Regions from separate parts of the Mus musculus genome. Here regions 1 and 3 are each linked to region 2. Evidence: chromatin contacts called from public Micro-C and promoter capture Hi-C data. All regions are on one chromosome and are shown on one strand. The core of a region is the stretch at or near the end of the contact, and the rest is flanking DNA. Distances in the headings are between cores, read along the strand shown.

The links. Promoter capture Hi-C pulls out the DNA fragments that hold promoters and counts their contacts. A called contact is a pair of places that touch in the nucleus more often than the background predicts.
Region 1: a Micro-C map of stem cell-derived neural progenitor cells shows a contact between it and region 2, with 4 times the contacts expected there. The contact joins the enhancer-like site here to the promoter of Rgs7 in region 2. A contact is called at or near these places in 1 of 39 promoter capture datasets (stem cell-derived epiblast-like cells), 2 of 484 Hi-C or Micro-C datasets (cerebellar granule neurons and stem cell-derived neural progenitor cells) and 2 of 9 other capture datasets (adipose tissue and pancreatic islet).
Region 3: a promoter capture Hi-C map of hippocampal neurons shows a contact between it and region 2, with 4 times the contacts expected there. The contact joins the enhancer-like site here to the promoter of Rgs7 in region 2. A contact is called at or near these places in 4 of 39 promoter capture datasets (embryonic stem cells, hippocampal neurons and liver), 4 of 484 Hi-C or Micro-C datasets (the N1E-115 cell line, cerebellar granule neurons, cerebellum and 1 more), 2 of 115 datasets of contacts at active chromatin or transcription factors (astrocytes and neural progenitor cells) and 2 of 9 other capture datasets (adipose tissue and pancreatic islet).

Annotation. Positions count from the first base shown.
Region 1 is chr1:175,383,730-175,387,462 of GRCm38.p6, reverse strand. All of the region lies in intron 2 of Rgs7 (regulator of G protein signaling 7), which reads left to right. Among named protein-coding and RNA genes, the nearest start is that of Rgs7, 110 kb to the left of the region's middle. Within about 2 kb of position 1,637, at least 42 of the 459 cell types and tissues checked have an H3K27ac peak or open chromatin away from gene starts, as enhancers often do. A contact at or near this core is called in stem cell-derived neural progenitor cells, where this site is marked.
Region 2 is chr1:175,490,322-175,493,809 of GRCm38.p6, reverse strand. It overlaps Rgs7 (regulator of G protein signaling 7), which reads left to right and starts at 1,265. Exons shown (of 18, transcript NM_001347195.1): 1 at 1,265-1,549; 2 at 2,634-2,757. The coding sequence starts at 2,680.
Region 3 is chr1:175,600,660-175,604,172 of GRCm38.p6, reverse strand. It overlaps Fh1 (fumarate hydratase 1), which reads left to right. Exons shown (of 10, transcript NM_010209.2): 9 at 82-235; 10 at 2,607-2,795. The coding sequence ends at 2,749. Among named protein-coding and RNA genes, the nearest start is that of Fh1, 23 kb to the left of the region's middle. Within about 2 kb of position 1,707, at least 13 of the 459 cell types and tissues checked have an H3K27ac peak or open chromatin away from gene starts, as enhancers often do. A contact at or near this core is called in hippocampal neurons and liver, where this site is marked.

The DNA of each region.
Region 1 (3,733 bases), core at 388-2,887, 110 kb after region 2:
AAATGTAGAGAAATCTCTGGCACCAAACTAACAAACAGATATTACCATCCATAACATTTCTAACTGGTTAAATTAGCATGACTAACTCTGTACACTTTGAAATAGAAAGTCATCGTTTTATAAAACTCCATATTCTGGAATAGAGTTTTCTTATGTGCATTTTAAATTTTATTAGTTTTCACATGAGAACACAAGATGACTGGTTGCAATTATTTGTAACTGGTTTATCCCAAGTGGCTGCTTGTCAGAAGCTGAGTCCCCTGCATGGAGGTCCAGGGAGGAAATGACATGGACACGGGGCTGGTGTGATGTCCTAAGGTCAATGTGGCATGCCTTCCAAGGGCATGAATATGGCTCTCATGAGACCTGGGATTGCCCTGAGGGTGAGCTTTTTATATGAGCAAGCCCAGCCCTGGAATCACTCTGTAGCTGTTTGTCTGGGGACATGAACTTCCTTTTGTCCCTGCATTCTCTATAAAGTTCTCAGTAAAGCTGAAGGTGAGCCATCCCGAACTATGTCTCAAGTAGACCTCTTTTCTTTAGGAAGCTAGTTGGTAGCATAAGCATTTACAGTAATGAAGAGAGAACTGCTCGGTCAGTTCCTCTCTAAGTGCTAACAAGTACACACTCATGTGCTAACAATTGCTTTGTAATTGTCATTCCTCCTGCTAGTTACTGATGTCATTATTATCTTATCAATACAGAATACTGCTACATGGATGAATTAGGCATATTTATTATAAGGGGCTAACCTGTTTCTGCCTCTTTGCCAGCAATATTTCAGTGGGAGAGGCAAATCAAAAAGCTTGACTTCATACAAAATGAAGGTTGAGGACGTCCATTCTTTCTGTTGGTCTGGTTTCGGGACTTTGACATTTTGAGAAGCAAATACAACTCATTGCCAATGGCCTTAGAATTCTGCTTTGTGGCTGCAAACAGTACATACATATCCAACTTATTGTGAGTACAAGAAAATAGATGATGCCATACAATGAGATCTTCAGGGAGAGCTGAGTGGTAGGGCTAGGGGCATGGTTCCGTCATCCTAGGGTACTCGGTTGGTTTGTAACGTCCTTTCAACTACCGTTAGAAGCATGGCTGTTACTTTTCAAGCTTGTCATCTCATGTAACTGCAGATTTTTAAAATGCATAAACAACAACAACAGCAACATCTATAAAAACAGGAGGCAAGAAACAGTCAGATAAAACAAATAATTCCTTCTCTTTTTGCTTTTCCTCCTCTTGGTAATTTTTTCCTCATTCTTCCTTCTGTCTCCTCCTCCTCTTTCTCTCTCCTTCCACTTCCTCCTCCTTCCCTGTTTCTCTCCCTCCTCCCTCCTTTTCTCACTCCCTTTCTTTTTCCCATATTCCCTTTCCCCTAAGCATCTTCAGCAGCCCTCTACTCATTCTCTACACTGGATGAAGGGAGTCATAGATTGAGGCACTCTCAGCCACAATCCCAAGAAGCTTCTTCTGCCAGTCAGGCAGAATGAGGGATGGGAAGGACCATTGAGTGGAAAAGTGAAATCACCATCAGAATGAAAGAACAGTAAAAATTGCTGCAGTTCCTCCATTCATTCCATTGGTCCCAGCAGCAGGAGGCCTGTAACTGATATTGCCATGGAAACCAGGCAGGGGCAGAGCTGCTGGCGCATGTGTGTTCCAGGCTCTAAGTCCTCACATTTTAAAAGGTCATTTGCTTACTGCTTACGTTAGTAGTTTCTTCTTCCCAAGCAATGATGCCCTAACTGAGTCCAAGAGTACACCGTGGGAGGTCTGATTGAATGGATTCTGACATCAGCTCTGCCATTCAACATTTGTGTGACCTGGAATTAGCCCTGCCACCTCTCTGTGCCTCCAGGTTGTCATCTGTGGAACTAAACAAGCTGTTTTAGCTGTCTGAATCTGATTGCCATTGTTCTATAATTTTGGTTTCTTGCGATAAGTTATCATAGTCAATTTCAGGCTTCTGGCTCTCAAATACCCATGAAATTATTAAATAAATTTGCTTTCTTCAGCTACATTAAATATCAAAGAGTTTATTAATGTTAGGATAAGTAAATTAGTGGAAAACTGTTCAGAGCCTGAGAGATTTATGAAGGCAGAATTTTACACACACACACACACACACACACACAGAGAGAGAGAGAGAGAGAGAGAGAGAGAGAGACAAGCTTGCTTTAGTGTCCTGGACATGAATTTTGTGAGAAGCTGGAGACTCATGAAGACTTTTAATCCTTTATCAGCAAGTGTCACCTAAAGACTTACTTTGTATTAGACACAGCACTGTGTACTGAGAAGGTATTCAATTTGATATGTATATCTCTTTGGATTGTTTGCTAACAGCAACAGTGACCTAAAGAAACAACAGCTTAAGGCAAGAACTATGGGACTTTTAACATGTCAATCCCAGGAGCAGGGTAATATATGGAGACCTAGGCTTTTCTAGCATAACTGCTTTGTGGTTATGTGTGTCTCTCTATTCCTTCTTGGTCAGGGTCTGTTGCCAGCTTTACCTAGTGGACCTGATTCTAGCCTGCAAGGAGAAAGGAACATAGAAAGAAAAGAAAGGAAGAACCTTTCAGATGCTCTTTAGAGAAGGTTTATGCTTACTGCCTATATGTCTGCCTGTGAAAAATAATGATCTTTTATTTTGCTATGTGCCTATAAAAAAAAACCTAGTGGTTCTATCACTTGGACAGAGGATGGATATAAATAAATGCTAAAATTCTTTGTGTACTATAGCTCTATTTTTTGATGCACTCTGTTAAAATGCCCCATAGAAAAAACAAAAAGGACATACATATGAATTTTTATGGAAAGTGGCAGGGGCAGGTAAAGAAAAATAAGGAAAGTCTTCTAGGATGATGTAATATCTAAATTGAGACTTACTATATTGATTTTAAGCAATAAGCATTACTTTAAAAAGCAGCAAAAGAAAGCATAGATACCAAGTTACAGAAGGGAATGATGTGGGAGCGGGAGGCAAAGATTATGTCATAGGATTCACTTCACATCATCAGAGGAGTTCTACGAATGGCTATTAGATTTTGTCTGTAAGCTGGTGACTTATAACAAACCTGTGATTCTGAATCACAGCAATGGACAATTCACAACGAAAATTGCATCAAATACAAGAAAACCCCTCGCTAAGAAGTTATTTTCAACTGATAGCTTCTGCGGGAGAGAAAAATAGTTTTCTTCAATAGAGTGATGCTGGGTATATCATCCGTACTTCAGGGCAGGCGCCATGCTCAGGAGTCATCAGGCATAATAAATTCCATTAAAAATAATTAATTAAATGCAGTGCCCACTCACGAATCACTGCATAGAGGAATGGAGAGACAGCTCCGTTAAGAGCACATAGTGCTCTTGCAGAGGACTTAAGTTTAGCTCCTAGCCCTCATGTCAGGCAGCTCCTAACTGCATGTACCTTTACCTTCAGGGGAGTCATCACCCTTTTCTGTACTCCATGGGCACCTGCATTCCCATTCACATACCTATATGTAGATACACACATGTATACATAATTTCTGAAAGTATAGAAATAAATCCTTTAAAAAACCAAATAGATGTATAGATCTGTGAAGCCAGTAGGCTCTTCGAGTTATGGTCAACTAATTTCTTACAAAGGTATCCAAGTAATTCACAAAAGATAAGTGTAATGATTTTCTTTCCCAGTAAAAGATAATTAGATATATAAATATAAGCAGTGAATTTAGATGTATGTCTT
Region 2 (3,488 bases), core at 16-2,515:
ATGGGTACGGATAGATAAATGCTACTTTGAATGACACCTGAAAGAGCCTGGGTGAGGCTGGAAACGTGACTGGTACCCACAGATATTTGGATAGCAGTTATATTAAGGTTTACCCTGCTTGGAGAAGCAGCCACAGATGGCACTGGATAGCCAATTCTGGTGCCACCGGTTTGTAATCCCAGCTGTTTGGAAGGCTGAGGCAGGAGAATGTTGAATTTAAGGTCTGTTTGGGCTAAACTGAGTTTAAGACCAGCCTGGTTGGACGCTGTCTCAAAAGTGAAAAACAAACAAACAAACAAACAAACAAACGAAGGTGCTGGTAGAGAGGGTTGTGAATGGGATGCAGCTCATTGGCAGGGGCCTTAGGTTTAGTCCGCCTACACACACAAATCACACTGGCTAAATCGTCTTTATCCTCAGTCCTATAGAGGAAGCCTTCTCAGATGTTCAGATTCCCACAACTTCCTAATGTCCCAGAAAGCTGGGTACATTTCACGAGGACAAAAACTTTTTTCTTTAATGTCTTCCCAGTCCTTGAAAAATTAGTGCCGGAAACCTGAAGAATTTCTGGGGTTCGGGGTATCAGCAACCCCAGACCCTTTGTGATTCTGTGAACCCCAGTAGAGGACAAGGACTAAAGACAAGTTTCTCTGAGCCCAGTAGGTTAGACCAGCCAGACATCAGCCATGGGCCTTCAATGTCACAGGTGGTGAGATTGTTCGCTTTTGGTAGAGGCCTCCAAATTCCTTCCCGGTATTTCCAACTTAATAGGAGGCAGTGAAAGTCATGGGCAAACAGGCTGGAGTGAGGAAGGGGGCCTGCCAATGAGTCATTTGGTCCTGGCCATTGCTTTCACTTCTGGGATATTCCAGCATCTCTCTGGGCTGTTACTTAAGCATAAGGATTATCAATCATTTGCTTCCCTAGTTCTGCCAGCAGGGTCGCCAGGAGCGCGATGCAGACCTGCCAGCCGCAGGGGGCCTTATCCATTCATCCATTTACCCACTCACCCACCCTTTCACCCACCTACCCATCCACCCACCCTCCGCCAAGCCCTTCCTCCTGCTTAGCTCAGTTTGGCTCTCCAGGCCTGCGGCGGCGCGTGGGCTTGCCAGCGCGGGGGACAGGGCCTGTGCTCCCGAGGGGTTGCGGGGTCGGGAGGCCGGGGACACCCAGGGGTGTGGCGGCGGCGAAGCCGAGCCCGTCCGAGCCGGCACCTTCGGGCGTCCCTGTCCCACGTGACTGTCGCCTCCTCCCTCCTCCCAGTCGCGCGCGCACGGGCCAGGCGTCTCGACTCCCGCGCGCGCTCGACTGGTCCCAGTCCCCGGGAGGAGAAGCGGAGGAGGGAACGAGCGAGGCGGCCCGGGGGAGCGGGCGCGAGCGGCGGCTGCCGGGGCCGCCTGTGCACCGCGGCGAGGGTGGCGGTGGCCTGAGCAGCGCGAGTGTGATGAGGCTGCCCTGCCTCGCAGCTCCGCTCGCAGCCAGCTGACAGCGCCTGCCCTCAGCACACCCGGAGGGGAGCCGCGGGGCCGTGACCTTGGCCGAGGAGGTAACCGGAGGGAGCGGAAGGGGAGGAGGCGGCGCCACCTGGAGTCCCCGGGACCCCTGGTCCCGCACCCGGTCCTCGCCCTGCGACGACGGGAGTCACGGTCCCCAATGAGTGGCGCGCCCGGCCGGCCGGGCTGGGGCGCTGCGCACGCCGCGGTCCACGGTGCTGAAACTGCTGCCCGGTGTGGCCAGTGCCTGGATGAGGGGCAAGGCTGCCTGCCATTTGCTGCCTCCGAGAGCAAGGGCCGAGCAGGATGAGCTGGGACCCAGATTTCTCTGCTCTTCTGGCTGATTGTTCCAGGCTTGTGCAGTTAGCTTGCTCTCGGAGGTGAGCCAGGTGATTGCTCAAGGCTTGACTTCCCATCAGCCTTGGGTTGCTTGGACCTAATTTGGAAGCTTTCTTCCAAAGATTAGTCAGGATCAGGTCCAGACTTAGCGCACCGAGGTGGGAGCACAGAGGAGCCATGGGCTGGCAGTGAAAGCAGGTGAAAGTGGAAAAGCCTATGTATGCCCAGGCTGTGTGGGGAGCCCAAGAAATGGAGAACAAACATGTGCCTGAAAAGAACACTTGTGGGGAAGGGGCCTCTGTCGCGCCTGCCATGGGAAACTAGCTGGCTACTAGGAGAAAGTGGGCTGCAGCGGGTGTTGGCTTTCTGCCCTTTGGGGAGAACCGCATCAAGTGGAGCAGCAAGTATCCAGGGAGAACAGTGGGTATTAGGGAAGTGCCAACCATGGGGTTTTTAAGTAAGTACCTAATACTTTTAAAAAGAGAGTATTCACAAAATGAAGTCCACAAAAACCTTAGCTAGCTGACTATTTCGAACTGGAAGGTTGTCTGTTGAGATTTCCTGGGGCTACTACAGATGTAAACTTCTGCCTTTGTATTTCTTTAAAAAAGAAAAACTCCATGTCTGGTGTTCTCCTCATCCCAGAAATGAAAGAATTCTTCCCGTGGTTTGGGTACTGTGAACATGAAGGTGTGTGTGTGTGTGTGTGTGTGTGTGTGTGTGTGTGTGTGTGTTGGCGGATGTCTGTTCCCCCCAGGACTACCAGGCTCTCACTAGAGGCTCTCTAATTCTTTGCAGGGCAGATTGATCATCCTTGTATCTGAGCTACCAAGTTCTGGGTGAAATGGCTCAGGGAAATAATTATGGACAGACCAGCAACGGGGTGGCGGACGAATCACCCAACATGCTGGTGTACAGAAAGGTAAGAATTCTTCACTTCCCTAGGAAACGGGAAACTTCAGCTTGATTTCTTTTTCTTTCTTTCTTTCTTTCTTTCTTTCTTTCTTTCTTTCTTTCTTTCTTTCTTTCTTTCTTTCTTTCTTCCTTCCTTCCTTCCTTCCTTCCTTTCTTTCTCTTTCTTTCTTTCTTTCTTTCTTTCTTTCTTTCTTTCTTTCTTTCTTCCTTCCTTCCTTCCTTTCCCTTCCTTCCTTCCTTCCTTCCTTCCTTCCTTCCTTCCTTCCTTCCTCCCTCCCTCCCTCCCTTCCTTTCCTTCCTTCCTCTTTCCTTTATTCCTTCCCCTTTCCTTTATTCCTTCCTTTTGTCCTTCCTTCCTTCCTTCTTTCCTTCCTTCCTTCCTTTTTCTTCTTTCTTTTGCCTGAATCAGAGTATTTATCAACTTTGTGAACTCCCAGAGCATCAATGGTTAAGTACTGCACTAAAAGATGATCAGATGCTCCTAAGTGACAGGAAGTACACGAGTCCTAGCACATTCCCTGATGATTGTTAGAGTCACCTGTCCTTAGAAGCTACACTGGCTATTCAATGTGTTATGTTATTCCACTTGATTCAATACCATCCCTTGCAATTGTTTCAGAAGCTGTTTTAAAACCATTAGGTTATAATAATTTCTTAAGTGCACCGAAGTTTGGAAAGCAAAGGATGGCTTTGCAGGTCTGTAGTGAGGGTGACTCTATCCGTGGACGTGTATGCTTT
Region 3 (3,513 bases), core at 458-2,957, 110 kb before region 2:
ATGTCATTGGACAAAAGCAAAGCAAAGTGACCCGAGGCTCAGAAACGATTCTCTTTCCTCCTTCCCGTGCCTCTCCCATAGATTAAGAATGTGCTGCACTCAGCCAGGCTACTGGGAGATGCTTCAGTGTCCTTCACAGACAACTGTGTGGTCGGGATCCAGGCCAACACAGAGCGGATCAACAAGCTAATGAATGAGTCTTTAATGTTGGTCACAGCTCTTAATCCACATATAGGTAAGTTTGGAGGGTAATGCCATTTTGAAAACAGTTACTGAAAAGCTTAAAAAAAAGAAACCTTTAAAGTTTTTGAAAAAATCTCTGTGTGTGTGTGTGTGTCTGTCTGTCTGTCTATGTGTATCTGTGTGTCTGTATTGGATATCTATGTCTGTCTGTCTTCCCATGAGGTGCATGTGGAGGTCAGAGCTGAGCTTACAGGGATGGATCAGTTCTCTCCTTCCACCATGTGGGTCTGTGAGCTGGAACTCAGCAGCAGTCGTGTTGGAGAGCAGCCGGGCACACAAAGCATCTCAGCAGCCCTGATTTCATAGTCAGGACCTCGGATGCTGGTGTTTATGCCAACAGCTGGAGAGGGTGACCTGTAAGACCCTCCCTCGTTGGTAACGTCACTAGGTGGCACTGCCTGATCACCGATGATAGCAAATGGATTCATTTGTTTCTTCCTTCCTAGATGCCATGTAATATTTTGATTTTGTTTTATTCAATTCAAATATAGAATGTTACAAATTAAAAGGGAAAGATATATATTGGTGTTTATAGGGAAAGGTAAGAAAACTAAATGGTTTTTCTGAAACTATCTTTTGTGTTCCTAGTCTTTTCCTGATTTTAAGTGTTTTATGCAGACTTAGATTGCAGCTGACCACCACCACTGTCCATCCCATTAAGACATCTGCTCTGGCTTCCACGGGCTGTAGGCCATTGCTGTGGTCTGCTGCTGTGCAGGCCATCGCTGTGTAGATGGCATTGGGCTGCTTTAGAATGAGTAATGATACAATCTTGTATCATGATGCAGTTAACACTTTAGAATGTTCAATAATCCTGACCTTAGGGGGGCTGATATTATTCATGGTTTTATCTATCTATCTATCTATCTATCTATCTATCTATCTATCTATCTACCTACCTACCTACCTACCTACCTACCTACCTACCTATCTATTTTAGTTTTATAGAGTTGGTGAAACGATTTGACTCATTTAAAATTGTTACACACCAGCATTTAAGTCCGAAGGTCCAAAGCAACCCTAGAGGCTTGTGAGAGAAGTGCTTCACCTGACCTTCCTGTGTTGCCAACACTTGTAGGTTAGACGCCCTGTTCAAGCAGATGCCTGGGAAGCATCTTAGACTCTAGGACAGAGACACCCAAAGACCACGTCCCTGGCAAAAGTGCTTTATGATCTCGGCAAGAACCACCGCGCTGGCTGAGTGAGGCCTGGTCTGGGCTCTTAGTGGCTCTGTGATACACGAGGGTCGTACTGAGTACTGGTTTGTGTGGTGGGCAGGGACGCCTACGTTGTAGTCCTCATTCACACAAAAAGCACAGAAGACAGTTTGACCCAAGAGTTTAACGTGACCATTCTTTCTGCAAGTGACTCGGTTACTCCATGCCTGTGCCAGCACAGTGAACGTGCATAGGTTCAGCTAAGACTAAAGTGAAGCAGGCAGTTTGGTTGTGGTTGCAGCCAGACGTGTTCCAACCACACTGCACCACCTGGTTACCACATTGCCTCAGCAGGCCCCGCCCCCTTGGTCATAGTCCTCTGACTTTTAAGTTTACTTTGCCTCTGTCACTGACGTCATCGTCCTTGCCTTTGCCTTCTGTCAGTTTTCAATGTCAGAGCGACCTTGAGAATTTCTCGGTGCCAGCCGTCGTGTAAAAGCAGATGACTGTTGAAGTGAACCAGGGTCTCTGATGTTTTGCTTTTTGAGGCAGGGCTTGCTGTGTAGCCCAGGTTGAGACTCACTGTCATCCCCTGGATGCTAGGGTTACAGTGCATCGTCCTGCCTGGGTTGCCTGGCTTCCTTGGTGCCAATAGATATGTTGGCTAAAACTCTCCCCTCCTTATCCTTGTAATGCCTAAACCCTAAGCAGAAGCCAGGGAATGGCAGCCGGTGTGCTGGAGCACCGAGCAGAGCAGGGCTATGGGAACCATGGGAACTGGTTACCGCCGGTTACATAGCTGTCTGTTCCTACAACCTGCCGCAATGAACGTTTTAGTGCTGCCTTAGAAAGATAATTAATGGACAGCACAGCCAAGTGTGGATTTTATGCTGTGGTGCCTCTTCTCTTCTCTTCTCTTCTCTTCTCTTCTCTCTCTCTTTCTCTCTCTCTCTTTCTTCTTTTTAAATGTTTCTTTTAATTATTGGTCCATTTCAACAAATCTTGGATAAAATGAGGTATGCTTAAGTCTGTTTCTCAAGCAAATCAAGGTTGTATTCTATAGAAGACATGATAGTTATTGGCATGGTCACTTTATAGTTTTAAAATAGATTATGTTATGTAAGAGGCCTGTAACATCAGTATCAGTTGCTTTTTATTTTAGAAAAATTTCACTACTGATGTTTGTGTTGTGTGTCTTCCCTTCAGGGTATGACAAAGCAGCAAAGATTGCCAAGACCGCACACAAGAACGGATCAACCTTAAAGGAAACGGCTATTGAACTTGGCTATCTCACAGCAGAGCAGTTTGATGAGTGGGTGAAACCCAAGGATATGCTGGGTCCAAAGTGACTTCAATAAATTTATATTAAAATAAACTTAAGAAATTTACAAACAAGACCTTTTTAAAATTTAATTTAATTTTTTAACTTATTCACTTTATATCCCACTCACTGTCTCCCTCCCTGTCACTTATTTCCACAATCATCCCCCCACCCCCATCTCCCCTTCTTCTCTTTGCTGGTGGGGTCCCCCCTGGTATCCTCCCCACCCTGACACTTCAAGTCTGCGAGGCTAGGCACTTCCTCTCCCACGAAGGCCAGACAAGAAGGCCCAGCTAGAAGAACATATCCCACACACAGGCAACAGCTTTTGGGATAGCCCCCGCTCTAGTTGTTCAGAACCTACATGAAAACCAGGCTGCATGTTCTGCTATGTATGTGTGGGAAGCCTAGGTCCAGCCTGTGTATGTTCTTTTGTTGGTTTGGATTCTGAGAGTCCCAAGAGTCCAGGTTAGTTGACTCTGTTGGTCTTCCTGTGGAGTTCCTATCCCCTTTGAGGCTTACAATCTTTCCTCCTTTTCTTCCATAAGAGTTCCCAAGCTCTGTCCACTGTTTGGCTATGGGTGTCTCTGTCTGAGTTAGCTGCTGGGTGGAGCCTCACATGTTCCTATCTGTTACCATAACAGAGTAGCATTAATAGTGTTAAGGATTGGTGCTAGCCCATGGGATCGATCTCAAGTTGGGCTGGTTACTGGTTAGCCATTCCCTCACTCTCTGTTCCCTCCTGCGTGCCTGCATTTCCTATAGACAGGTTAAATTTTGGGTTGAAAGTTT